Linked DNA regions of Mus musculus: all the other regions are linked to region 1. A link is a contact called in public ChIA-PET data. All regions are on one chromosome and are shown on one strand. Each heading gives the region's core, a stretch centred on a gene start, on an enhancer-like site or on the middle of the called end of the contact. The rest is flanking DNA. Distances are from core to core; before and after follow the strand shown. Region 1 overlaps Rere (arginine glutamic acid dipeptide (RE) repeats). Region 2 overlaps Tnfrsf9 (tumor necrosis factor receptor superfamily, member 9). Region 3 holds the start of Tnfrsf9 (tumor necrosis factor receptor superfamily, member 9). Region 4 holds the start of Errfi1 (ERBB receptor feedback inhibitor 1). Region 5 holds the start of Rere (arginine glutamic acid dipeptide (RE) repeats).

The links. ChIA-PET counts read pairs in DNA pulled down with a chosen protein or histone mark.
Region 2: an RNA polymerase II ChIA-PET map of memory CD8 T cells shows a contact between it and region 1, with 20 read pairs. The contact joins two enhancer-like sites. A contact is called at or near these places in 2 of 115 datasets of contacts at active chromatin or transcription factors (memory CD8 T cells and regulatory T cells).
Region 3: an RNA polymerase II ChIA-PET map of memory CD8 T cells shows a contact between it and region 1, with 135 read pairs. The contact joins the promoter of Tnfrsf9 here to the enhancer-like site in region 1. A contact is called at or near these places in 3 of 39 promoter capture datasets (the C10 cell line, liver and neutrophils), 3 of 115 datasets of contacts at active chromatin or transcription factors (effector CD8 T cells, memory CD8 T cells and pancreatic cancer cells) and 1 of 9 other capture datasets (adipose tissue).
Region 4: a contact with region 1 is called in an RNA polymerase II ChIA-PET map of memory CD8 T cells, with 527 read pairs. The contact joins the promoter of Errfi1 here to the enhancer-like site in region 1. A contact is called at or near these places in 1 of 39 promoter capture datasets (hippocampal neurons), 1 of 484 Hi-C or Micro-C datasets (uterus), 4 of 115 datasets of contacts at active chromatin or transcription factors (astrocytes, bone marrow-derived macrophages, memory CD8 T cells and 1 more) and 2 of 9 other capture datasets (adipose tissue and liver).
Region 5: a contact with region 1 is called in an RNA polymerase II ChIA-PET map of memory CD8 T cells, with 257 read pairs. The contact joins the promoter of Rere here to the enhancer-like site in region 1. A contact is called at or near these places in 12 of 39 promoter capture datasets (the C10 cell line, the HPC-7 cell line, cranial neural crest and 7 more), 3 of 484 Hi-C or Micro-C datasets (the HPC-7 cell line, cerebral cortex and nephron progenitors), 16 of 115 datasets of contacts at active chromatin or transcription factors (bone marrow-derived macrophages, effector CD8 T cells, embryonic basal ganglia and 12 more) and 4 of 9 other capture datasets (adipose tissue, liver, macrophages and 1 more).

The regions. Positions count from the first base shown.
Region 1 is chr4:150,554,573-150,559,425 of GRCm38.p6, forward strand. All of the region lies in intron 11 of Rere (arginine glutamic acid dipeptide (RE) repeats), which reads left to right. Among named protein-coding and RNA genes, the nearest start is that of Gm52709, 90 kb to the left of the region's middle. Within about 2 kb of position 2,024, at least 225 of the 459 cell types and tissues checked have an H3K27ac peak or open chromatin away from gene starts, as enhancers often do. A contact at or near this core is called in the HPC-7 cell line, adipose tissue, astrocytes and 16 more, where this site is marked.
Region 2 is chr4:150,938,115-150,942,967 of GRCm38.p6, forward strand. The region is part of intron 7 of Tnfrsf9 (tumor necrosis factor receptor superfamily, member 9); the gene reads left to right. Among named protein-coding and RNA genes, the nearest start is that of Tnfrsf9, 20 kb to the left of the region's middle. Within about 2 kb of position 2,032, at least 37 of the 459 cell types and tissues checked have an H3K27ac peak or open chromatin away from gene starts, as enhancers often do. A contact at or near this core is called in memory CD8 T cells and regulatory T cells, where this site is marked.
Region 3 is chr4:150,917,980-150,922,832 of GRCm38.p6, forward strand. Tnfrsf9 (tumor necrosis factor receptor superfamily, member 9) reads left to right here and starts at 2,176. Exons shown (of 8, transcript NM_011612.2): 1 at 2,176-2,281.
Region 4 is chr4:150,853,084-150,857,936 of GRCm38.p6, forward strand. It overlaps Errfi1 (ERBB receptor feedback inhibitor 1), which reads left to right and starts at 1,987. Exons shown (of 4, transcript NM_133753.2): 1 at 1,987-2,188. It overlaps 1700045H11Rik (RIKEN cDNA 1700045H11 gene), which reads right to left and starts at 1,866. Exons shown (of 4, transcript NR_040649.1): 1 at 1,743-1,866.
Region 5 is chr4:150,279,725-150,284,577 of GRCm38.p6, forward strand. Rere (arginine glutamic acid dipeptide (RE) repeats) reads left to right here and starts at 2,192. Exons shown (of 23, transcript NM_001085492.1): 1 at 2,192-2,351.

The sequences.
Region 1 (4,853 bases), core at 774-3,273:
CATCCATCATACACATTCCCAAGTGCGTGTCATCGCTGCCTGGTGAATGCGGTGGACTTTCTAAAAATTAGCTCTTAGATGAACATTAGCATGAGGTGATGTTCTGCTCATTCCCGTTTGTCAGTTATTTGTAGATGTCAGTGCCAGGAAGCCATGCTTACGTGAATAAACAGATGGAAATTAAGGGTTGCCAGCACCACTGATTTACCTGAGTTCCTTCCATAATAATGCCCAAAGTATGATCTGTTGTTGGGTTCTGTTTTCAGTTGCCTAACAAATGGTATTTCATCAAAACTTCAATTAGGTTGAAAACAGAATTAAAAAGTATCTAAAGCCGGGTGTGGTGGCACACGCACACCTTTAATCCCAGCACTCGGGAGGCAGAGGCAAGTGGATTTCTGAGTTCGAGGCCAGCCTGGTCTACAGAGTGAGTTCCAGGACAGCCAGGGCTACACAGAGAAACCCTGTCCCAGAAAACAACAACAACAACAAAAAGTATCCAACTTAGCCCTGGGGCCTTGAATTGTGCTCTATGCAGTGCCCTGAGAGCACCAAAGCTTCCTCCTAAGAGAAGAGGGGAGGGAAGAAAGCCGGAGGTGGTGAAGCACACTCTAATCTCAGGAGCAGAGGCCAGTGGATCTCTAGGAGTTCAAGCCAGATTGAGTTCCAGGAAAGCCAAGGCTACACAGAGAAACCCTGTCTCAATAATAAAAACAGACAACAACAGAAACAAATAAATAGAGATGAGAAGGAAAGGTAGATACCGGCCCTCTCTGACAGATGAATCCTACGAAAGCTGAGGGTTTGGAAATGGATTCCCTAAGAACTATTTGAATCATCAGTCTGGTCCCCAGGAGAGTCCTGGAGACCTGGTAGGATATGGGTTGGTAGTATAAAGAGAGGGTCATCCTGGGCGCCCAAGCATGAACTGGCTGACATTGCTTTGATAGAATACTTCTGCCCTTGTACTCTGAAGCCCATGTTGTGAGCTCACACTGAAAAAAAATGCACACCACCACCTCTTCCCTATAGCAGACCCTCAGGTAGTTTTGCTCTTTATTGTTAATGTAGCACACACACCACTCCAGCACACCTTTTAAAATGTTCAGGTGCCGGGCGTGGTGGCGCACGCCTTTAATCCCAGTACTTAGGAGGCAGAGGCAGGCAGATTTCTGAGTTTGAGGCCAGCTTGGTCTACAAAGTGAGTTCCAGGACACCCAAGGCTACACAGAGAAACCCTGTCTAGAAAAATCAAAAAAGAAAAAAAAGGAAAAAATGTTTAGGTGGAGCTGGAGAAATGTCTTGCTGGTAAGACTTGGCCACTCTCAAGAGGCCCTGGCTTCAGTTCCCAGTACCCACATTGCTGTGGACAGGAGCCTGTAAGTCTAGTTCTAAGGTATATGACACCATCTTCTGGCCTTCTCAGGGACTGCACAAATGCAGTGCACTACATACATGCAGGCAAACACTTAATATACATAAAAATAAACTTTAAAAATGTTTTAGTGATGGAATTTCATTATCACTGGCTCCCTCTGAAGTCCCATGTATTTAGGCAAACACAAACTGTTTTTTAGGAGACTTAGGTTGGCCAGAATGACAAAGTATCTATGGCATAAAACAGATTAAGAATTGCCCCTTGTTTCTGGAACATTCAAGATGTCAGGTTCAATGCCATGGCCTCAGAGTTGGTACTTATTATACCTGTGGGCGCCGTGTGTGCTGGCTTAGGACACAGACCCTAGGGGCTGCGCATGCTTCCTTAGACTCTTGTGTCTCAAACTGGTCAAATCAACATTATCCTAAGAATAGAATGCATTCTGATAATCCAGGTCACAGTTAAGCATTTGGGAGTCCAGTTGGAACCACCAGCACGTGTGGCTTCCAGGAGGTCCTTGATCAACCCTGAAGAGGAAGGACACTCTTGTTGTCTCTAAGCCACAGTGAACAGTTGAAGAGTTTCTTGGTTTTTATCAAGCAGTTGTGACTTCCCCTGTAACGTAGTTGTCTGGGTTGTTCCTTTAACGTCCTCCTCCATCAGTCGCTGTTCTCCTTCCGGTGCTTCTCTGGCTGCTGATTTCCTCTGCGCACCAGGTCCCCTGACTTGAAATGACAAGGCCGCATTTAGCTCAGGTTTCTCAAACGCTGCGACTTCATCTCGTTTACAGTATCACATTTCTGTTGCAGTACACTGTGTGATCTGGGCCTCCCCACAGCATTTTAACAATTGGTAATTGGGCAGGAAGTATGTTTTTATTACAGGGGCCTTTTGATTTTGATTTTACAGTCATGTCGTGTTTAGCAGAGAGCAGGAGGTGGGCAAGTAGTGCTCTGAAACACATTTGTGACAGAGAGAAGTCTGTTGTTTCAGCCACTTGGCTATCTGTCAGCTCTTCTCAGACTTCCCCCTTGTGCTGGTTGCCTGGCAACCTGGGGCTGGAGCAATCAAACCGTGGCCAGTGCTTTTCCAAGCCCAGATTGGGAGATGATTTATTGGTGAAACTGTAAGCACCGTAAACCAAGCCTTAGAAATGGATCTCTCTTCCCCTCCCCCTCTCGGTTTATAGGAACGACGTTGCGAAAAGATAAAAGAAGGAAGTTAATTGGAGGATTTTTATCACACATACACACAGAAAAGAATAAAATTAGGTCCTTGTTGTGTCCACATATTGTTATTGGAACTTCTTCCTTTATTGCTTTCTTTTTTTTCTCTCTCCTTTTTTTTTTTTTTTTCCTTCGAGACAGGGTTTCTCTGTGTAGCCCTGGCTGTCCTGGAACTCACTCTGTAGACCAGGCTGGCCTGGAACTCAGAAATCTGCCTGCCTCTGCCTCCCAAGTGCTGGGTTTAAAGGTGTGCACCACCACTGCCCAGCTGGTGGGTCTCTTTCAAGCGTGTGCACAGTATGTGTCTGTGTGAGCACAGTATGTGTCTGTGTGAGCACAATATGTGTCTGTGTGAGCACAATATGTGTCTGTGTGAGCACAATATGTGTCTGTGTGAGCCTATTATAGAAGACAGGGCTTCTGATTGTTCTTTCTGAACACGCCCAGGCTCCCCACTTTCTGCTTCTGCCCATGCTGCCTTTTCTCCCATCCCCCACATTACCTCCACTTTTCTTTTTTGAGATAATCTTTCAGTGTAGCTAGCCTAGCCTTGAACAGCTGTCTTGCCTTCACCAGCAAAATGCCAGAAGTAATGGGTGCCCCCTGCTCCTAACTAAAGTCACTCTAGCAAGATGGATTTTCCTGCCAAAATGAAACTCCACAGCTCTTATGACAGTATCTCCTTCCTAACCTCAGATACCTTCTCCAACAAACAAGTGCAGGGAACCATGTTCTGCATCAGAAGGGAGGAGGGGGCAGAAAAGTCTCAGCTTGCAGCTCAGTGTGTCCAACTGTGAATGCAAATGCATTAGTAGTGTGTTTGTATCCCTTTTAAGCAGATAGAGCTGATCTGTTTGTGTGTGTGATTTACACACAGCTGTGTTCATGTTCCCTCAGTATCAATATTTTTAGCAAAAGTGAGGTATCATGGGAGCACTGTTGTTCTGAACAGAAACCAGCAGGGCAGCCTTGTGATTGGCTCATACCAGCTTTCTATCTAGAAGCCTCCCTTTAGGGACTTGCCTGAGTGTGATAGCCATCATTCACGGGGGCAGAGTGAGCAAACACAGTGCCTGTGGTGGGTAGGAGACAGTGACTGCTGGTTGACAGGAAGCTTACTGGTGACTGAGGTCTGCCTTTGATGGAAGTGCTTCTTAGCTCCACTGGACTGCATTTCTTAAAAAGACATTGACTTTCCTTCCCTTTGGGCTCATAATCTTGTTTTGTTTTGTTTTTAAAGATTTATTTATTTATTTATTATATGTAAGTACACTGTACCTGTCTTCAGACACTCCAGAAGAGGGAGTCAAATCTCGTTACGGATGGTTGTGGGCCACCATGTGGTTGCTGGGATTTGAACTCCGGACCTTTGGAAGAGCAGTCGGGTGCTCTTACCCACTGAGCCATCTCACCAGCCCTCATAATCTTGTTTTATGGGTTTTTTTTCTTCTTTGAGTAGGATCTCACTACGTAGCCCTGGATGGTCTGGAATGTACCATGTACACCAGACAGACTGGCTTTGAACTTACAGAGATCAGCCTGCCTCTGCCTCTCCAGTTCTGGGGCTAAAGATGTGAACTACCATGCCCAGCTGGTTTTCTTTGCTTTGGTCGGTGATATCTTAGCTGAACTCAGTGAGGAACTCAGGCTAATATCATATAAAGGGAAAATAAAGTCCCTACCAGGGATTACAGTGAGCCTGTGGTGCCTTTTCCTGATCTGGGAAGTCAGGAGACGTCTCAGTGGCTTACAGATATAGTGTATTTGATTTGAGATCATATGTCTGTATGAATATGGGTCGTTGTTGCCCAGAGCTGTGCTAGTACAGTTATATAGCTCCACAAAGGTGACCATTTGGTGCTTGGGCGTCTTGTTATTGTAAGCCACTGGTATATACACACACACACACACACACACACACACAGAATATATAAACAGTATATATGTGTATGCAATATAAATATATATATATACTTACATAAATATAATTTTATAATGTAAACACTTATGAACACATATTTTTGAGATATAACCTCTTGTAGCTCAGACTGTTCTTGAATTTCCTATGTAGCTGAGGGTACCTACCCATCAACTTGTGATCCGTCAGCATTTCCTTTCCTAGCACTGGCCTGTGCTGCTGCTCCTGATGGGGAATGGATCCAGGGCTTCATACTCAGCCCTCCACCCTCCACCCCCCACCCCTTTTAAAACAGGTTTTACAAAGGGCTTTCTCACTGAAATGACTTTTC
Region 2 (4,853 bases), core at 782-3,281, 380 kb after region 1:
GTCAAACTTTTCCGAAATGATGGGGGGGGGACGGGGACTGTACTGGATGCCTCTTCAGAGAGCTTCGAGTTCTCCACTTGCTCCGCTTCCGTGTGAACGGGGCAGCGCTATTTTTATCTGTCTGGTGGGTGGGGAAGAGGAGCTCGTTGTGTTTTGAATTTACATTTCCTTGATGATGGTTGAAGTTAGCTGCCTTTTGCCTTTTTACATTTGATTGGCTGTTTGGATTTCTTACGCTGAGAAGTCTTCCTGCCGGGCCACCTGCCCTTTCCTTATCAATGAAGGGGACACCGTGCATGTCCCCAGCTGTAGATGTCTGTTCCTTTTCTTTGGTCGTTCTCTCTCCTGCCCAGGCTTCTTTCCGGCGCAGCCCTCTAAACTACCAAAAAAATCCTCATCACACCCCACTCCCAGAGAGCCAACAAGGTTTCTATGAACATGTCTTCAAAGGTATTAATTAGTAATGACTGACCTGCAATTTTATAAAAAGCTTTAAAACCCTTTTAGTTTTTATATAATTACACATTCACAGAAAGTCACAAAGAGCAGGATAGCGTCACATGGCATCCGTGAGACCCTAAGGTCACCACGAGGCCAGGACAATGATGGTGTGAACACACATAGCTGTCAGTCACTTCATTAGCTGTGTAGATTCATGTAACATAACTGAACCAGGCAGCTTGTAAAGTGGGGCGTGGGGTGCAGATCTGGAGCCCCGGCATGAGAGAGACTGAAGCAGGAGGCTCATGGCCCTAGATCACAAGACTCAACAACAATCAAGCAAACAAAATGCCCCCAGACTATCCACAAGCAAGGTCTTGGCCCCCGCTGGCTCTCCTCAGCCCCTACTCCTGTCCCCCTTTCTCTGGCAGCCCCCTCATCTATTTTCCATTTTAACTCCTAGTTGTTTAAAAAGTATATTTATTATTTAATGTGTTACAATTAATTTGTTACAAAAACAATTGCATGAGTTTTATTGTATAAAATGCACGCAGGGACATGTGGAGGCCAGACCCTCTGGAACTGGACTTACAGGCAGTGATATGTCACTGTGTGGCTCCTCTGTGTGGGTGCTGGGAACTGATCTAGGGTCCTTTGCAGGAGCAGCGAGTGCTCAACTACTGAGCCAGCTCTCCAGCCCTGTGATATTTTACTCTTACATGTAAAACAATCAACCCAAACCAAACAAAAACAACAACAACCCACCCCTAAATCTATGGATGCTTATGGGTAGGTTTCATGTGAGGGTAAGTTTTTGTGTCTCTTAAGATAAATGCACCCAGAGAGTCAGATGTTTCTGAGTTTGCTTTTGTTTACTTTGTGTGTGTGCTGAGATCAGAAGACCACCTGCAAAGGGAGATTCTCTCCTCCACTTGGCTGAGTCTCTCTTGTATCCACCAAGCAATGTAGACTAGCTAGCACTGAGTCTCCATCCCCGGCCCCACCCCCATTCCCCACCCCTGTCTTTGCCTCTCATCCATCTTGCCATAGGAATGCTGGTCTCACCACTGGATTTGGCTTCAAAATATTTTCTTAATGGAGCTGGAGAGATGGCTCCTCTGGCTGAGAGCACTGACCGTTCTTCCAGAGGTCCTGAGTTCAATTCCCAGCCACCACATGGTGTCTGACAGCCACCTGTAATGGGATCTTATGCCCTCTTCTGGTGTGTAGGTGTACATGTAAATAGAGCACTGACTTTTTTTTTTTCCTAAAGGAAAAATAGTTTTATGTCTCTCCCTCCCCGAGAGAGAGAGAGAGAGAGAGAGAGAGAGAGAGAGAGTGTGGTGGATGTATGAGAGGAGGAGGTGTAATGAGGCATGAGTGCGTGCGTGTGGGGGCTATGGATGTGTGTGCATGGTGGAATGCATGTGGGGGCACGGGTGTGTGTGGGCAGTCACATGCAAGTGCATGTGTGTAGGTCAGAGGAGTCCCCGTGGGAGTAGGTGCTCTCCTTCTACCACATGGTTCACAGGGATTAAACGCAAGCCTTCAAGCTTCAGCAGCAGGTGCTTTTCGCCCAGCTACCTCGCCAGCCCACATCTAAGAACCCCTCCCTACGTCCTGGGTCGGAAGGGTTGAGACTTTCCCCAGTGGTAGTGTCTACGTTTTACACTTTTGTGTTTGACATTTAAAGCTATAAGTTAGCTAGCTATAAAGTGTCAGAACTTAAGGTCGAGACTTTTTCTTTTTGGGGCTAGGGAGCTGTGCTTGCCATATTCCAGTGTTACTCAAAGAAACAGTCTCCCTTCTCTGTCTACCCACATTTTTATTGGCTCTGTGCTCATGAGGGGGTGGAGTCCCTGATTATTGGCAGTTCTTGTGAGGGGGCGGAGTCTTCTGTTACAGCTGTGTGTCTATTCCTGCACCATCGAGTCTTGATTACTGTGATGATAATATCAGTCTCAAAACTGGGTAGAGAGTAGAGGACCCTCCCCGCCCCATCTTACCTGTTCAGGTTTGTTTTAGCTGTTTATTCTGTTTCTTTTATAGTTCCGTGTAAACTTTATGAGATTCTTATCTGTGTCTACAGAAAGGCAGCTGGTACTCTGATGGAGGTGTCGTGAAATCTGCGGATCTTCCCGCTAGCTGTCCCTCTCCATGAACCTAGTATGGCTCTCCATTTACACTTCCTCTTTCCTTACCGATATTTTATAATTTACAATATATAAGTCCAATATGCCTTTTTTTATTTTTATTTTTTAAGATTTGGGCCTGAGTATTTACTGCCCCCCTTCTTAGCGCGCGCGCGCGAGCACGCGCGTGCATGTGTGTGTGTGTGTGTGTGTGTGTGTATTTTTGCACACATCTGGGCATACCTGTGTGGGAGAATGTGCACGTGGACGCCCTATTTTGGTGTCAGGAATCATCTTTGATTTTTTTCTTTCATCTTTTTCATGGAAGTGGGATCTGTCAATCAAACTCAGAGCTCACCTATATGGCTGGGCTTGCTAGCCATCTTGCTCTGAGGATCTGGTCTCCTCTCTCTACCCCCCAAGTCTGGGATTACAGCCAGGCTGCCATGCTCACGTGGTCATTTTGTGGGATTCTAGGGATCCGAACTCACATCCTCATAAGTAGGTGGCCAGCACTTTAGTCACTGAACTATCGCCTCTGTCTTCTTAAAAATCCTTTTCTAAAGCTTTTCTATGTGTATATATATATATATATATATATATATACATATATATATATATATATGCCTGTGTAAGTGAATGCTGTGTGTATTGGAGGCAGACACCCTGGAGTAGGAGATTGTGAGCTCTCTGACCTGGGTGCTGGGAACTGAACTCAGGTCCTCTGCAAGAACAGCAAGCCCTCTTGGCCACTGAACATCTCTCCAGCCCCATTCCTTTGTTTGTTTTGTTTGCTTTTGTTCTTAGAGAACTGTTTATTTTCTGTATGTGAGTACACTGTTGCTGTCTTCAAAACACCAGAAGAGGGCATCAAATCTATTACAGATGGTTGTGAGCTGTGGGTGAGATGTGGGTGCTGGGAATTGAACTCAGGACCTCTGGAAGAGCAGTCAGTGCTCTTAGCCATTGAGCCATTTCTCCAGGCTCTTGGAATTTTTGTTTGTTTGTTTGTTTTTGAGACAGAGTTTCTCTGTGTAACCCAGACTGTCCTGGGACTATGTAGACAGGCTGGCCTTAAAATCAGAGATCTACTGGGATTAAAGGTGTGAGCCAGCAGTGTCCAGCACTCCAGTCCCACCCCCTCTTTTCTTTAGACAACTGGACATGACATAGGGCCTTAGATCATGTGTTCATTATGTGTAGAAGCGGTGTGCTTGTGAAACTGGCTTCTATCCCGTCTCTCTCATGAACACACCCCCATGGTCAAGGGGGGTGTTTTGCAGAGTCCTTGGGGTTTTCTGTGTAGACCACAATGTCATCTGTAAATAGGGTAACATTTCCCCTTCTGTGTGGTGGGAGGCACTTCCTGCTGGCCTCCAGGATTCTGATAAGAGATCCGCTGTTATCCCAGTGGGTTTCCCCGTAAGTAGCATGGCCGGCATGGCCGGCGTCTCTCGCTGCTCTCAAGACTTTTCTCTGCCTTTTGTCTTCAGAGCTCTGACTGCGACGTGGTGTGGATCCCTGGACCCCTCTGGTTTGAGGTCCAGCTTCTAGAACTTGCAGATTTTGCCTTTTCCCAGCTCTGAGGCGGGTGATGGCGATTCAGCCATTATTCCTCCAAATGCCTTTTAAACCATCCAGCCCTGTTTCCCTTCTCCCGCCCGCCGCGCTCCAGTGATGTCAGCTCGGCTCTCTCATCAGAGACCCCACCTGTCCTTGAGGCTCTGTCTGTCCACCCGTCTGTCTGTCCGTCCGTCCGTGGATCAAATAATGACATTTCCTGCTCCACTCCCCTCATTCCATTGTGAAGATAGTCATCGATTTCCTAAATTTTCAATTATCATAATTTTTCAGTTTTAAAATAGCCACTGGGTTCCTTTCCATTCTCTCTCGGGGTCTCACGCTGTTGTCCCTTCTGGTCTGGAACCCCTGACCTCAAGCAGCATCCTACCTCACCTGCCAAGCAGCTGGGAGTCTGGCCGTTCACCGCGGCATGTAGCTCTCTGTCTACTCGTTGCCCTTGTGTTTCTGATGTGTTGCTTGTTGCTTGTTGGACGTTTTCGATGAGGCTACTTTACATTCTTATCTTAGCATCTGCAACTGGGCCGGTCGTATCTTCTCTAACTGAGCTCTTCCTGGTTGCCTTAGGGATCCTGCATTGGATCCTTCACGTTAGGAGACATGGAGTCTAATGTAAACCTTCTCAGACTTTCCCTGAGGCCACTCCCAGGGGTTCGGCTCTAAGCTTCCTTGGAGGAGGGCCTGCTGTTGTCTTTGTAT
Region 3 (4,853 bases), core at 926-3,425, 360 kb after region 1:
AGATTTCCAGGATTTGGTCACATCTCAACTGGCTCTAGCTCCAGGCTGGCTCCTCTGGTCTCATGGCTTTCTCCCCCCCCCCCGCCCCCCCTTGTTTTGTAACGGGGAGAAATCTTCAGAGCCCTGCCTCTAGGTTGGGACTGGTTTGGTACTGAGGCAGAACCTGGCTGGTAGTGACTTCAGCAGGGTTGCTGATGTGTGTTTCAGAGACTTGATGAACCCAGACCAGAAGGAGCAAAGGCTCCTGGCACTGTTGGAGGACAATCTCCTGTTCCTGAAACTCTGTTGTATCTACAATAGGTTTCTCTAACAAAAATTCTCCAGTGGTGGGTGTTGGGAAGATCAGGGAGGGGCTGGGTGGTAGCCGAGTTAGAATGGAGAATCGCAAAAACAACTGTTAGAGTGGAGGAGAGAGAGGCCTGTGCAGCTACCAGGTCATGGATGTCCTTCCAGGACATTCTGTTTCCTCGGGAGTGGCACCTCCTTTTCCTCCTCAGTCCTTGACCCATCAGGGAGAAACAGGCCATCTTCTTGGTTGGTGCAGTGGTATCTATCAGACATTTCTGTCTAGGATACAGATAGGCCTGGGCAGGTCTCATGGAAAGACACAAACCTTGTCCAATCATGAGGAGAGGGTCAGGTACCTTCCATATTCTGTCTAAGGGAACACACAGTCATACCAGGATGGGAGGAGTTAGTCCTGGTGTGTGTCAGTGGATGGATATAGGAGGGTGTTGGGAGACTTTGTAAATATTAAATATATTTAGAGTAGCCAGGGCCATTGCTAATGGCATGTTAGGGAGGTAGGAGATTTTTTTTTGCTTTTAAAGTTGGGATTTTAGAGTTTGATGCATTCTTTCTATGATACCTTGGCTCTGAGGATTGTAAGGAATCCCCATATGATGGTTATCTCTCACTGTGAGCAGAAGGTCTTGAATTGGGAGCTAGTAATTGAGAGATAGTTTTTATCTGTTGAGGAATTCTCATGAAGGCAAAGGTGGAGAGAATGTGGTGAAGTCATCTTTTTGAACGTTCTCCCATTTGGGCTGCAGTGTTGCAGGATATTTGATCACACTGTGAACCCAGAGATTGTGTTATTTACTGGAAAAACCTGTTTTTAGTTGTGGTGTGGCTCAGCCTTAGCACACACACCTTTAATCCAAGAGCTTGAATATTGTAAACAGGATTAAATAAAGTCAACCATAGGTCAAGAGACCAAGCAAGCAACCAGCTGACAGGAAGGGAACCTAGGGTTGTTAAGAAATAAAACAATAAAGTGGAGGCTGTGAACACTCCTTCCTGTCCTGTACAGACCTTACAATCAGGGAGAGCACCTCCCTCAGATATTAGACCTGCCAGGGGACTGTGAGCTCTGACATGCTGGATGGAGAGGGGAGGGGCTTTTCCCTGTAAGAGGATGGAGACATGTATGGGGTGTGGGGGGAATAGTGGGTTAGCATCTAATTTTAAAAGGCTCTTGAGAACCATGGAAGCAAATTAACAGCAGCATATACACTGAGAAAAGATTAAAGAGCCCATTGACGTCTTTGAGAGCTAAAGAAATTGTGTATGGTTCCTTTCATTGGGGGAGTGGTGGGACAGCTCTCTGGAATGGAATAATGTGGGCTCATCCCTGGGAGAGCAGTACATTATTGCTGTGGCTCCCCTCGTTCCTCTGTCAGTAAATACTGAGGGGGCCTTGGTGATGGGTTTTCCCAAAAGCTTTGGAGGGGGGTGAGAGTTAAGGTTTGAGGGAAGGAAACGGTGGGTTTGAGAAGGCATATTGAAGTGAGGGAAATTTCTGTTCCCAAGAATGTGATGGGTGGACTAAGCTGGATTTTGGGAGGAGACATTTTGAATCCTAGGGAAGACAAGGTATTAATGATCGGGACAGGGAGGGGGATGAGTGTCCCCACACAAGGATATCGTCCATATAGTGAATGACTAATACCGTTGGAAATCTAAACAGCATTGGCTTAGTACTTTATGCTCTGATTGTGTTTGGTTTTCTATTAGAAGTTTTTAGTTCCCCCCAATTTTTCCCCCACAAAGGGACCATTAATAATTAGTTACTTCTGCTACTGGACAAAAGCCAATCAAAGAAGAAAAGTCATAAGTTCTGGGCCAGGCTGTGACACTGCAGCAGCAAAACCCCACCCACCGGCCCGCCCATCCTTCCTGAAATTCAGGTGCTGCAGGCAGCCCTCAGCACAGAGAGCTGACAGGGACCCTGGGTCAGGGGTTCTGAGTTCCAGCTGCCACTATTCTTCTTCACCTTTGGGTAAGTTTTGTGCCTTTGGTCTTGAGGGCTCTTAGCCCTCTGATTTGGGACTCCTTTTGATGAGATGAGGTATTTCCCGTGATAGGAAAGGTTTGGAATTGCCCAGGTCAAAGAGAATCTTTCCTGTGCAGCCAGGACTTGAGCCTGCCTGCAAATTTCAGAGAAACCAATGACCATCCTGAGGATGCATAAGTGGTCACTGTGTAACTGTGTTTTGTTTTGTTTTTCAAGGAGCGATAAAGATACCGGCTTTGGCTGACATGTGGGCAGGGGGCTGGGAACCTTCTACCAATGCCAAGGAGTAACCATAGCCAGAAGGTGACATAATAAAAAGAAAATACAAGATGGTAGGCAAAACCAGACTGCCAGTCCTCATGAGGAGGAGGCAGGATCTGGTGGGGCTGATGGATGCCCCCTGGTATGTGTGGGTACTCACCTTCTTCTCAGATGTCCTGGTTGTGTCCGTGTCCCACATTGAGGTGCCAGCTGTCCTTCAGGCCCCACTTCTTTGCCCATAGCAGCACAGTCAGCCTCCGACTACAACCTGTGGATCCTAAGGGGGAGGTGAAGCAGGAACAGTTGAGAGTAAAGAGACCAGAGGCGGCGAGCTCTGGGAGTAAAGAGACCAGAGGCGGCGAGCTCTGGGAGTAAAGAGACCAGAGGCGGCGAGCTCTGGGAGAACAGAGTCTCAGGAGACAGGCTTCAGTGAGACAATTCATTTTAATGGGGGTGGGGAAGCTTTTATTTACTTAACCTTTGCGGGGTGACTAGGGGCTATTATTGAGGTGAGCATACATCACTGGCCAGGGTCAGGATGCCTCATTTGTGTAAGGAGGAATTCCATGTGCTACTGCATGTGACTTTATAAGGAGAGAGGAAGTTTGCCTGGCTTCAGGGCTACAGGACTTCCTCCAGAGGAGCAAAGGTGAAGGGACAGGGCTATGCGTACTGGGACGTGCAGGCCCAAGGCAAGTCGCGGGCCAGGGCAAGTAGGGGTGATCCTACTCGTGCCGATCTCAGGACAAGATTTCCGGGGTTTGGACACCCCTCAACCCCACTCTTGTTCCAGGCCTGCTCCCCTGGTCTCAAGGCTCCCTGCTCCTTACCCCCACCACATCCTGTCCCATGGCTCACTGGTTCCACACTAGTGGCATCTGTGGTTGTCATGGCGATGAAGAGGGGGTGCAGAAGTTGGAACATTGGCCTGCAGTCACACAGTTTTTTCTTCCTCCCACATTAGAATGGTAACCACAGTTCTGAACGGCTATGAGGTTAGGTGTAAGATTCAAACCAGGTGTGGTGGCTCATGCCTGTAATTCCAGCACTCAGGAAGCCAAGTGTCTTAGTCACCGCTCTAGTGCTATAAAGAGACACCATGATCAAGGAAGAAAGCATTTAATTGGGGGCTGGCTTACAGTTTCAGAGGTTCACTCCATTATCATCATGGTGGCAAGCATGGCAGCCTGCAGGTATGGTACTGGAGAAGGAACTGAGAACTGTATCTTGATCTGGGGGGTGGGGAACAAACAAGACAGACAGACAGACAGACAGAGACAAACAGACACCGACAGAATGAGAGAGAGAGAGAGAGAGAGAGAGAGAGAGAGAGAGAGAGAGAGAGAGAGAGACTGACTGAGACTTCCTCCAACAAGGCCACATCTGATCACCCTTTTTTTGTTTGTTTTTTGTTTGTTTGTTTTTGTTTTTTCGAGACAGGGTTTCTCTGTGTATCCCTGGTTGTCCTGGAACTCACTCTGTAGACCAGGCTGGCCTCGAACTCTTTTTTTTTTTTTTTCCTGATCATCCTTTTAATCCTTTCAAATAGTTCCACTCCTTGATGACTAAGCATTCAAATCTGTGAGCCCACGGGGCCATTCTGATTCAAACCCCACACTTAGGAGGAGGGCAGGAGGGCTGCAAGGTCAAGGACAGCCTGTGCTACCCAGGCTCAGCTACAGATGCTCAGGCGATACACGGATCTTCAAACGTACCTCACCTCACCTCATCTCACCTCACGAGGCCCTAGTGCCCACAGATCAATAGGGAAACCAGGAATGTTAAGCACACGGGGTGACCTGTCTTTCCATCCAGAAGTCTGGGGATTGGAGGTGGTTAACAGCATGGTGATCTGTATGATCTGAAAGGCCAGGCTATACCGAGCTTCCAAAACCAGGACCACAGATATGAAACAGTCTAGATGACCCTTAAGTTATCTGTACATTCAGGGGATTCCCCACGCTCCCACGGTTAGGACAGAAGATGACTAATAGCCCAAATGGCCGGCACACTAACAGTATGACTGAGCTGTGACCGGTCCTTCCCTAGGCCTTAAGCTAATGCATGCATGGAGGCTAGAGCTGCAGAGGCTAAAGAAGCAGCTCAGCTGGTCAAAGCAGGCGTCAGCATCCAGAAGAAGCAGTTCACGATTGCCTTTAACTCCAGTTCCTGGGGGTCATGTGCACACATGCAAGACACACACACACACACTCAAGTAAAATAATTTATTTCAAATTTTGTTTGACTTTAAAATATATTTTTCTAAAGATGTCAAAATTATCTGTTAAAATTAAAA
Region 4 (4,853 bases), core at 737-3,236, 300 kb after region 1:
GCTATTTACATAGCATACAGATAAAACAGGAATAGCAAAGGTGGGGGGCAAGAGGATTTTCTGTGACTTTCAACAAAACCGAGTCAAGCTGGCCGTGTTGACTTCATGCCTGTAAATCTCAATACACTGGAGCCCAAAGGATGACCAAGCTTGAGGTTAACCTGAGCTGTGTAGAGTGAGTTGTAGGCCCGCTTGGGCTACAGAGTAAAACTGTCTTAAAACCCACCAAAACTTAAACAAGTAAATAATAAATGTTAATAAATAGTAAATAATAAATAGACAATGTGGCAATGACCAATTTCCATAAGATTAAAATACTACTAAGAGAATGGCCATAAGAAAAGATGGGAGAATTGAATTGCTAGGAGCGTGGGTGTGGAAGCAACCCAGCAGCCCCTACAGGCCAGTAGGGACCATCAGAAAGAGGGGAGGAACCTTCTAACATCCTGGTAGCCTGCCGCTGAGAGTGGGCAAAGCAAGACTTTAGAGTTTTCTTTTCTTTTTAAAAATCCAGTGCATCAGGCCTTGAGTTTAAAGTTAAGGCCTTTGAGTTCAATTAAAAAAAAAAATCAAGTCAATACTGGAAGAAGCAACTTGGTTCGTGGGGCACAAAGTTAATAGTTAACCAGATAATGAGGCCAGCACCTCATTCCATATGTTAAACTGGCTCAATTAGGTGGTGCTAAGCCTATAACTATCAGGCATTCTTGCTGCAGTGCAGGAAGGGCTCTGTGTGCGGACCACAGAGGTCAGCCATAGGTCTGCGCTCTCTACTCTGTGGAGTGCCATTAAGAGGAATTTGTACTAGTCCAAACTGGAGGGCTTCTGTCTGTTTGCCTTTTTTCTTGAACTACTCTGGTTTATCATTGTATTATTTATTTTACGGTTAAACTATAAACCTAAGTTGCATCACCGGATTTCTGCCCCACGAACCCTCCTCCCTGTAGACTTGATGGCGTTTTGTCCTTGGGCATCAGCGGCCACCCTGGGGCCAAAAGACATGGAGAACAGCACTTTGACAGGTAAGCCAAGAGGGCTGGGGGCAGGTTTGGGGGAGGTGCCCGGGATCAGCCTAGCCTTGCTGGAGGCCAAGCCAAGTACAGAGGAGCCTGGAGTGAGGCCTCCCTGATCCTGCCCACACAGCATGGCCCACTGCCCAGTCCCCTTTGTCCTTCACCTTTCTGCGCTGCCCCTCACCTTTCCATTCTGTCCCTTCCTTTCCCACACCGTCCCTTAACTACCTAGATCAATTAGTGAGGTTCTCTATAAGTCCCGCAGTGCCTCACACTGCTCCTCACTGCCCCTCCATCCCTTATTGTCCTTAGCCAGACACTCCCTGCCCCTTCCTGTCTTCAGACGCATTTTGTCCCTTACTGCCCCTCAGTCCGCTGCCCTCTTTCCCAGAGACCACTTTCTTCATGGTCATCCATCCCTGGTTGTAGCGCCCTTCATCTCTCTCGCATCATCACAGCAGTCCCTCGTTGTTCCTCACCGTCCCCCTCCGTTCTTCATCACTCTCCTCGCCATCCCTCGACCATCCCTCGATATACATACATACATACATACATACATACATACATACATACATACATACATACATACACACACACACACATATATACACCTCGGGGTGCCCCTCTCCTCTCCAATCCCCATTTTCTCCCGCTCCCTGAGTTTCTTGGATCCAAGTGCATCTCAGCGTCACTTCCCTCCCCGGGGATGGAAACAGGGCCGCTCACAACCTTCTAAGGAAAACTCGGTGTCCTTAGGCTAGGCAGCTCGCACAGAGGCGGCCCAAATAGAAACGTCCCCTCAGGAGACGAGGCTGCTAGCGCCGCCCGGCGGGCCCCACGCAAACTCTTCGGTAGCGGCATCGCCCCTTTAAGCGTCCGCCCGCCCGGATTGGCTGCGTGAAGGAGGCGGGGCTGCGGGCGTTGACGTCACGTTGTCGCTCACCGTATAAATACGGGCGTCGGCTGCGCCGGCGTCGGCGGCCGAGTGCGAGGCGCGGAGCGTGAGCTGTGCGAGCGAGCGAGCGCGAGCATAGCCTGCGAGCGAGCAGAGAGAAAGAGCGAGGGCAAGAGAGCGGCGAGGCGCCTGCGCGATGCTCGGGCCCCTAAGCCCGCGGCGCTGAGCCAGCCGGGACGGACATGCGCGGGAGGGCGCCGCGGGGTCCCGCTCCCTTGGGGTAAGGGGCCTGGCGGGCGTCGGGAGACGTGGGGCCGGGGCGCGGAGGGCGGGCGGACGGGCGGTGGGCTGGAGCCGGAGCCTCCGGCACTCCGCTTCCCGGGATGGGCCGGGGTGCGTGAGGAGCGGCGGGCCGCGGGCGCCCTCGGCTTCTCGCCGGGGCCATGCACCGGCGCGCACACGACACGTCTCCACAGCCTGGGGCTCCGGAGCGGCGGCTCCACGGTCTTCCCGGTGCAGCTGCGGCCCAGGGATGCGGTGGAACTGCTGCGGCCCCCTCCATCTTCCCTCTCACCCCGCGCACCCGTCGGTCCGGCCCGGAAAGCTTCTGCGAGAAGCTGTCGCGGGTGGGCTCGGAGATTGCTAGTCCCTGGTTGGTACCAGTCTTGAGTCTCGGTGAGACTCGGCGACGAAGGTCATTCCCCTTTAAAAAAAAATATTTGTTTTAATTCATCCGAGTTGTTCCGTGGCCTTTTCCTCTCCAGAAACATGATTCTTTGCCTTAAATGACTTATATATTAAAGGAGTGAAAATGCAGACAGAACTGTTCAAACGCCAAGGCTCCTTGGCAGTATCCTGTTTTTATACGTATATCCTATCTTTGTTCAAATTAATCGTGATTGGTGGTGCTGGATGGGTGCTTCCTCAGTCTTTATTAGGATTTCATCATTGCTTGAAAGAAACCAGTCTCCTACCTGATAAAAATGTGAATAGATTGTTAGTCATAAACTTAAGTGTAGTAAGAATAGAGACTGTAGCTTTAAAAGAGATGTGACGGGAGGTACACCTGTAGCACAGGTAGGGCAGGACTGGTTTCCAGGCAACTGTCAGGGGTGAAGAAAGGTGAGGTATAAATTGCCTTTTTTTTTTTTTTCATCCTGGAAAAAAAAAGAAAAAAGAAAAGTTCTACAGTTTTACACTTCCTTAAGTCTATACAGGTATAGTGAATATGCATCTATTAAGACTGGGACATTTTTGAGTTCACTGTGGTGGCTCTTGCCTTTAAATTTTTTTTTTTCTTGAAACATGGAGATTTTAAGAGAGATTTTACCAAAATAGAGACCAAAGATAATCTAAATACCTTTATCAGTAAAAGAGCAAATTTTGTAAGGAATAAGCTGGTTTCGTACTAACCTGTCAACTCTGGCGGATATTATCAGGTTTGAGAGGAAATACATGAAGATGTTTAAAAAGGCTGGGCACTCTGTCATGGCCTTCACTCCCTCTCCTGTGCACTGGTGGACATTTGCTGATCAGTGGTAAAAATCTCAAACTGTAAATCTGTATCTTGGCAAATAAATCAGATGGTAAACTCCTTAAGGGCTGGAAAATGCCCTGAACAGCTCTTATTTTACACAGCCTTGAATATAGTTCATGTTGATTAAATACATGCAGGAAAGCATGGTTTACATTTTAAGGCTTAACAGGATTGGTCCAAGAACTGATAAGGTTTGGAAAGAAAATCTGTTGTTCCTTGTTAATAGCTGCTATGAAATGTCTGGATTTCTCATATTTTTGAGAGGTAGAATTATTGTTTTTTAATGAGTTGGATTTCCTACTTTGGGTTCATAGTAGATACTGGTGAGCCTTTTGTATGACTTAATTATGTCGTAGTCTCTAGGTGTTTTATGTTTTATGAAACTGAGTCTTTATTGCCACTTCTCCAAAGCTGTACTAGATGAATACTGCCTTTCAGCTCATACTAATAGTAGCTTTTAAAAGCAAGTTCCCTAAATTACAGGTGCACCACACCAGCTTGCAACTGACCTGATTGTCAGCATACCTACATCAGGTTGCTTTGGAAAGGCAAGCAGAGGAGGGAAAGGTGGTGCCCAGGGTAATTCTAGGAATTTGAATGTCCCTGGCTCCCTCTACCAGAGAAGCAGCTCTGCTCCTAATCTCCATAAATATGAACTGGTGCCTCACCATCCAGATGCACGTAGATAGCATCCTTTGCAGACATTTGGCCAGGACATGGGAAAGCTAATGAACAGTAACTAGATAAAAACCATCCACCTGTGGTATTCTGGCATCATTCCCACAGTTTAAACTTGATGTGGATAAAACTGGTGAACTTCAGGGTCTAAACTATAAATTACTAGCTTAACAGGATGGGTGTTAAGAAAAAAAAGTGTGGGATTCAAACTTCAAAAGACAAGATTAGGAGTCTTCATTGATATTTTAGTCAATTCCTTTGTACTGTAAAATTGGAGTGGGACTATTGCAAAGTGACTGATTTCCCAGGCCTTGCTGAATATATCTTTAAAATGTGGAATTCGAGCCCTTTTCAGTTTGGAAATAGGATGGTTAGCTTCCTGCTCAAAAGCTCTTACAACCCATAGCTAAGAAGAAACTTCACAAGTTACAGATTCTTAATTCACATGTTCTTTTCTGGCCTCGTCTCATGGCTGGCTATGTTATTTAAGAAATCAGTTCTTAGCACTGTGGCACACACCTTTAATCCTAGCAGTAGCACTAGGCAGAGGCAGGCAGATCTCTAAGTTCTAAGGCCAACCTGGTCTACAGAGTGATGTCTGGACAGCTGGAGCTACAAAGAGAAAGCTTGTCTGGAAAACCAAAACAAAAAACTAAATAAAAAAAGGAAATCAGTTGTGAATGTCGCCTATCTGTGGAGGCCTCCCCTGACCACCTGTGTAAATAAGCTC
Region 5 (4,853 bases), core at 942-3,441, 270 kb before region 1:
CCTTGGAGACTCAGCAGGTAAAAAGGCTCTTACTGCCAAGCTTAACTGCCTGAACTGCAAACCTGGAGTCCGTGGAGAGTGGACTAGAGAGACCCAAGACCCCCAAAAGCCTTCCTGGGATCACTGTAGCATGCATATACCCCTTATGAAGAAAAAAAATGTTAAATTAAAAAAAGACCCCATTTCCTTTCAGATCTCTTGGGCCGTACAGTTCAATGACATCTGCTAGTTGAAATTATTTTTAAAAGGAACTTTTGGATGTGGGAATTATAATCTGAATAGACACTCCAAAGAGAAAATTATCCCTCTATTTGAAATAGATGGGTGAATTATTTTAAGCCAAGCTCTATCCTTTAATTATTCTATTATATACAGACCTTAACTCCTCTGAGAAGAGTGTATGGTTTAAGGACACCAATAAGCATTTACAGAATATTAACAAACTAACAATAGGCTGATGATTCGCCCTGGACTCATGCCAGAGTCTGTGAAAGAACTCAATAAACATGATATGCATTTCAAAAACTGGTAATTATAATTAAAATTCCAAACCCCACGATCCTATAAATTATATTAAGTAGAATGGGAGCATTGGCTTGCCCTGGCTCAGGCTTATAGTATGTGGTACACATGGTGATAATGTCTTTGAGCATAGTGGGAATATAGTAATATTTTTTAAAGGTGATACTTGGATTTTCCTTTCCTTTTTTGTTGGCATTTTTAAGACAGAGTTTCCAAATGTAGCTCTGACTGGCCTGCAACTCACACTGTAGACCAGGTGGGCCTTAACCTTTAATTAAGATCTTCTTGCCTCTGGCTCTCTAGTGTTAAGATAACAGGTAAGAGCCACCAGGCCTTGGTGAAACTAGTCTACGCCTCCCCTCCCCCAACAGGGCACAGCTACTGCTCTCTTTAAAAGACTCTCCGTCGTAATGGTCTGTTCTTTATTACTATTTTTTTTTAAAGTCATATGTGTGTGTGTGTGTGTGTAGGTTTGTGCACATGGAGGCTAGAGGAGTGTTGGATTTCTCAGAGCTGTAGTTACAGGCAGCTTTAGCAGCCTGATGTGGGTGCTGGTAACCGAAGTGGGGTCTTCTGCAAAGAGCAGTTGAGCCCTGTTCTTTATTACTTAATGAGGCCTTTTATTATTCTCATCAATAAGCAGCACAATTCACCAATTCACATTTTCTTTTCTTTTTTTTTTTTCACTTCAGTTTCGGTCAAACATTATTTTTAAAACATTATGAACTACCCATCAGAACAAATAACTTCGAATCCACTCTGTAGCTCCCCTTGAACCTCAAGGAATAGGAATCTGTCTCTTAAATGAAATAAGCAATTATGGCTCTGGTAATAATAAGAGCAAGGGGACAGTCGCCAAGCCCACCCCTAAGACCGACCCGCTTGAGGTAGACCATCCCGAGGGTCAGTACAGGGCTGGCCGCTGGGAGCTCTGCCTGTGGCCGAGCAGGGCGGACCAAGCACAAAGCCGCGCCTGGGGCGGGGAGCCCATCTCCCAGGTTCCGGCCGCCGCCCGGAGCGTGCACTAAGGGCTCGGCCGCGCCGCCACCAAAGCCTGGCCTCTCCCCTTGCCTTGCCTTCTGCTCATTTTATTAAAAAGGAAGAAAAAAAAAAAAAAAGAGAGAGAGAAGAAAAAAAAGGAGGAAAAAAAGAAAAAAAAAAAAAAAAAAGAAAATGGAAGAGCGAGCTGGAGCAAACATCCCGCCCCCAGGCCCGCCTTCCGCCTCCTATTGGCCCGTCCTCTACTGACGTCACGAAGAGACAGACCAATGGTGATGGTCGATACTGCGAGGTGGGCCGGGCCCGAGCGCGGAGTGGGCGGCGGGTCGGCGCAGCAGCCCCGCGGCTCCGCCACCATCGCGGAGGTGCCGCTGCTCCCACAGACGCTCGCGAGCCGCCCCCCGCGCTCCGCAGCCTCTCGCCCCGCCGGGCCTCGGTCCCCGCCTCCTTCCCCGCGCCTCGTCCCCTCACGCGCTCCCCACCTTGTTTCCGCCTCATTTTCTCTCCTAGTTGAGGGGTAGGAAAAAAAAAAAAAAACCCTACCATCCTCCGGTGGGAGCCACTCGCCCTCTGGGAAAAAAAAATCCACAAAACCAGACATGGTCCTGGGCTCCCACTGCTGAAGGCTTGGCCCACCCGAGGAGGTCGAAGTCCCGGCAGGGAAGCCCCGCAGCCCCCCGGTGTCGCATCCCCGCGGGCCGGCCCCTTCGGCCCCGCGCCCACCGCCCTCGGTCCGCCGCCGGCCCCCGCGGCCTCCCTCCCGGTCCCTGCACTTTCCCCGGAGCCCGGCCGCCACCCCTCTCATTGATGGTGTAGCGCCCGAGGGGAAGGTAAGTGTCCAAGTTGTCAGCGCCGCGCCGCGGGCGCCCCTCCTCGGCCCCTCTTTCTGGGGTCGGAGTGCTCTGGGTGGGCGGTGGGGCTCGGCCGGGAAAGCCGAGGCGGAATGCGAAGGGTGAGAGTGGAGGCGAGCCCTCGGGGAACCATGGGCCGGACGCTGCCTTTGGTCCTGTGCGAGCCAGGTGACTGTACTACGTGCTTCTTGACCCCTGCTCTCTCTTGGCTTCTTAGGCACGCTCTGGAACTAGTCTGAGGTTAAACTGTTACACGCCACTAGCTGAGCAGCTCAACTGTGAGAGGGAAGGACCCGAAGCTGTGCATTTCTTGGATATTTGTGAATGTGGGGGTCTGGGAACGGACTCATTAAAGTCTCATTTCACATTAGGAGGAAGACTCCTCCTTTGTGTCTCTCTTCTCAGGCTCTGTGATTCCAAAATTAGGGAACCAAATACCACTTGGAGCGGCGTAGAATTCTGTCATGATTTTAAGTTCTGCTGTCTGAAGGAGGGTGCCTTCTTTCTTTCTTTATATTTTTTTAGGGTTATGGGAAGAAGGTAGTTTTACATCGAATGGGGTGTGTGTTGTGTTGAGGGAGTATTGCAGGTTTCCTTTGAAACTGTTCGCTTGAGAAGTTGTTGAAATGAAAATAAAATGATTCATTGTTGAATAGTCATTATCCTCTGTCTCTTTTCCAAGGTTTGCTTACTTTTTTTTTTTTTTTTGATTACAGACTTCAAACATTGATTTCAGCAGAATGTGCCCTTGAGAAACTGGGTGCTTTAAATGTTTCAGTATGTGCTGCTATTTTAAGGTGGCTCTGAAAAAGTAGTTTTGTATGAATCTTGAAATAGCCTTCTGCAAAGCAATTCTTAAGACTAAACAAAACAAAACAGATTAACTAGTGAGTGTGAGCTTGGTGGATTACAAAACAGACATTTAGTGCAGCTCAAATGAATAATACATCCTAGGTTAGATTTCAAATAGCTTTTATAATTGCTTTCCATTTAAAGAGAGACCTTTTTGTCTGGTGTACACTGGTTTCTTTAGTCTCAGTCTGATGGGGGAGGGGAGGGAGAGGATTATCTATACAATAATAAAATCATCTTTGGCGAGATATTTCCTTCCATGGATTTGCTTGCTGAGTTAATTCCACTCTAAATTGCAAACCGTTTTTGATTTTGATGGCCTAGTCTGGGTGAAAGCCTGCCTTCCAGTTTTCTCTGTTGTTGAGGTCGAAGGGAAGAGGCAGAGGCAGAAGCAGACACACACAGAGACACAGACACACCACACACACACACACACACACACACACACAACCAGGCAGAGGGCTCATTGTTCTTCCATACAGATATCCATTCTCTCTCTCCCATATTTGGGGCTAGGTTTGCACAGACAAACACGGCTCTTTTGGGGAGGGATGAGAGGAGATGGGGGATGGGAAGGTGCTTTTCTTGTTCAGTTTTCTTTCACCCATTTCACATCTGCCTTTTTTTTTTTTTTTGCAACCTTGCAAGGCAGATGAGTACATGGGACACTAAAGGACACTGTGGAACGCTTTCAGAAGACTCCTGTTTCCCTCCCTGCCTTTGCAGCCCTGCTTTCTGCTGCTTGCTCTTTTCCATCTGTGTAAAGATCAACTCTGTCATGGTGGTCTTGCACTCTCTGCTTTCCATTCCTTGAGACCCCTGGCTCTGTTAGGGGCAGATTTGTTCACTTGATTTTTATTTTGCTGAGTGTGACTGGGGCCTTTATAAGTAGAAATAGGTTGTCTCAGTTAAAATGATAAAGACTATTTGAGGTTAATATGTTGCAGTATTTTGTGTGAGTGTGTGTGAGTGTGTGTGTGTGTGTGTGTGTGTGTAAGAGAGAGAGAGGGAGAGAGAAATTGATTTGATTGATGGTCCTTGATCCTTGACTTATCAATATAGTTTTTCCCCTCAATAGTGTTTTAAGAAAAGATCTGGTTTTCTGGTTGGGGACTGAGGTAGAGGCCCCCTGGAATGCTGGACCGGACTGAGAGTCCACCTGGCTAAATCCTGCTCTGGGCCAAGGATGGAGGTTAATGTGAATACATGTGGCTTGCAGAATAGCACCTTCTACTGGTTAATTGCTTTGACGATCCAGTGAAGAGGATGGGGGAGGGGATTAACGGCTGAGGCTTAATGATTTTCTTTTAAACACAGCCGCTGTGCCTTTCTGCAAATGCCACTTCCCCAGGCTGCTAATACAGATGCCCTTTGACAGGCACACTTGCGTCGCAGCCTTATTATGTTATTGGCTGTGTCTTGACATTAATTTGTTCTGTTATCAGGGGTATTTTCACATTGTGTCTTCCAAGGACTCCTTTGAATTGATGCTCTTTCTTTCTGTGAGAAGTGTAGTTTGTCTTAAACTAGAAAACAAAATAGGGGCTTATTTGCATTCCAGGTGTAGGAAACTATATACACCAGCAGCTCTTTAAGAATTTTTTTAGTATCATTAAAAAAATAAACTTA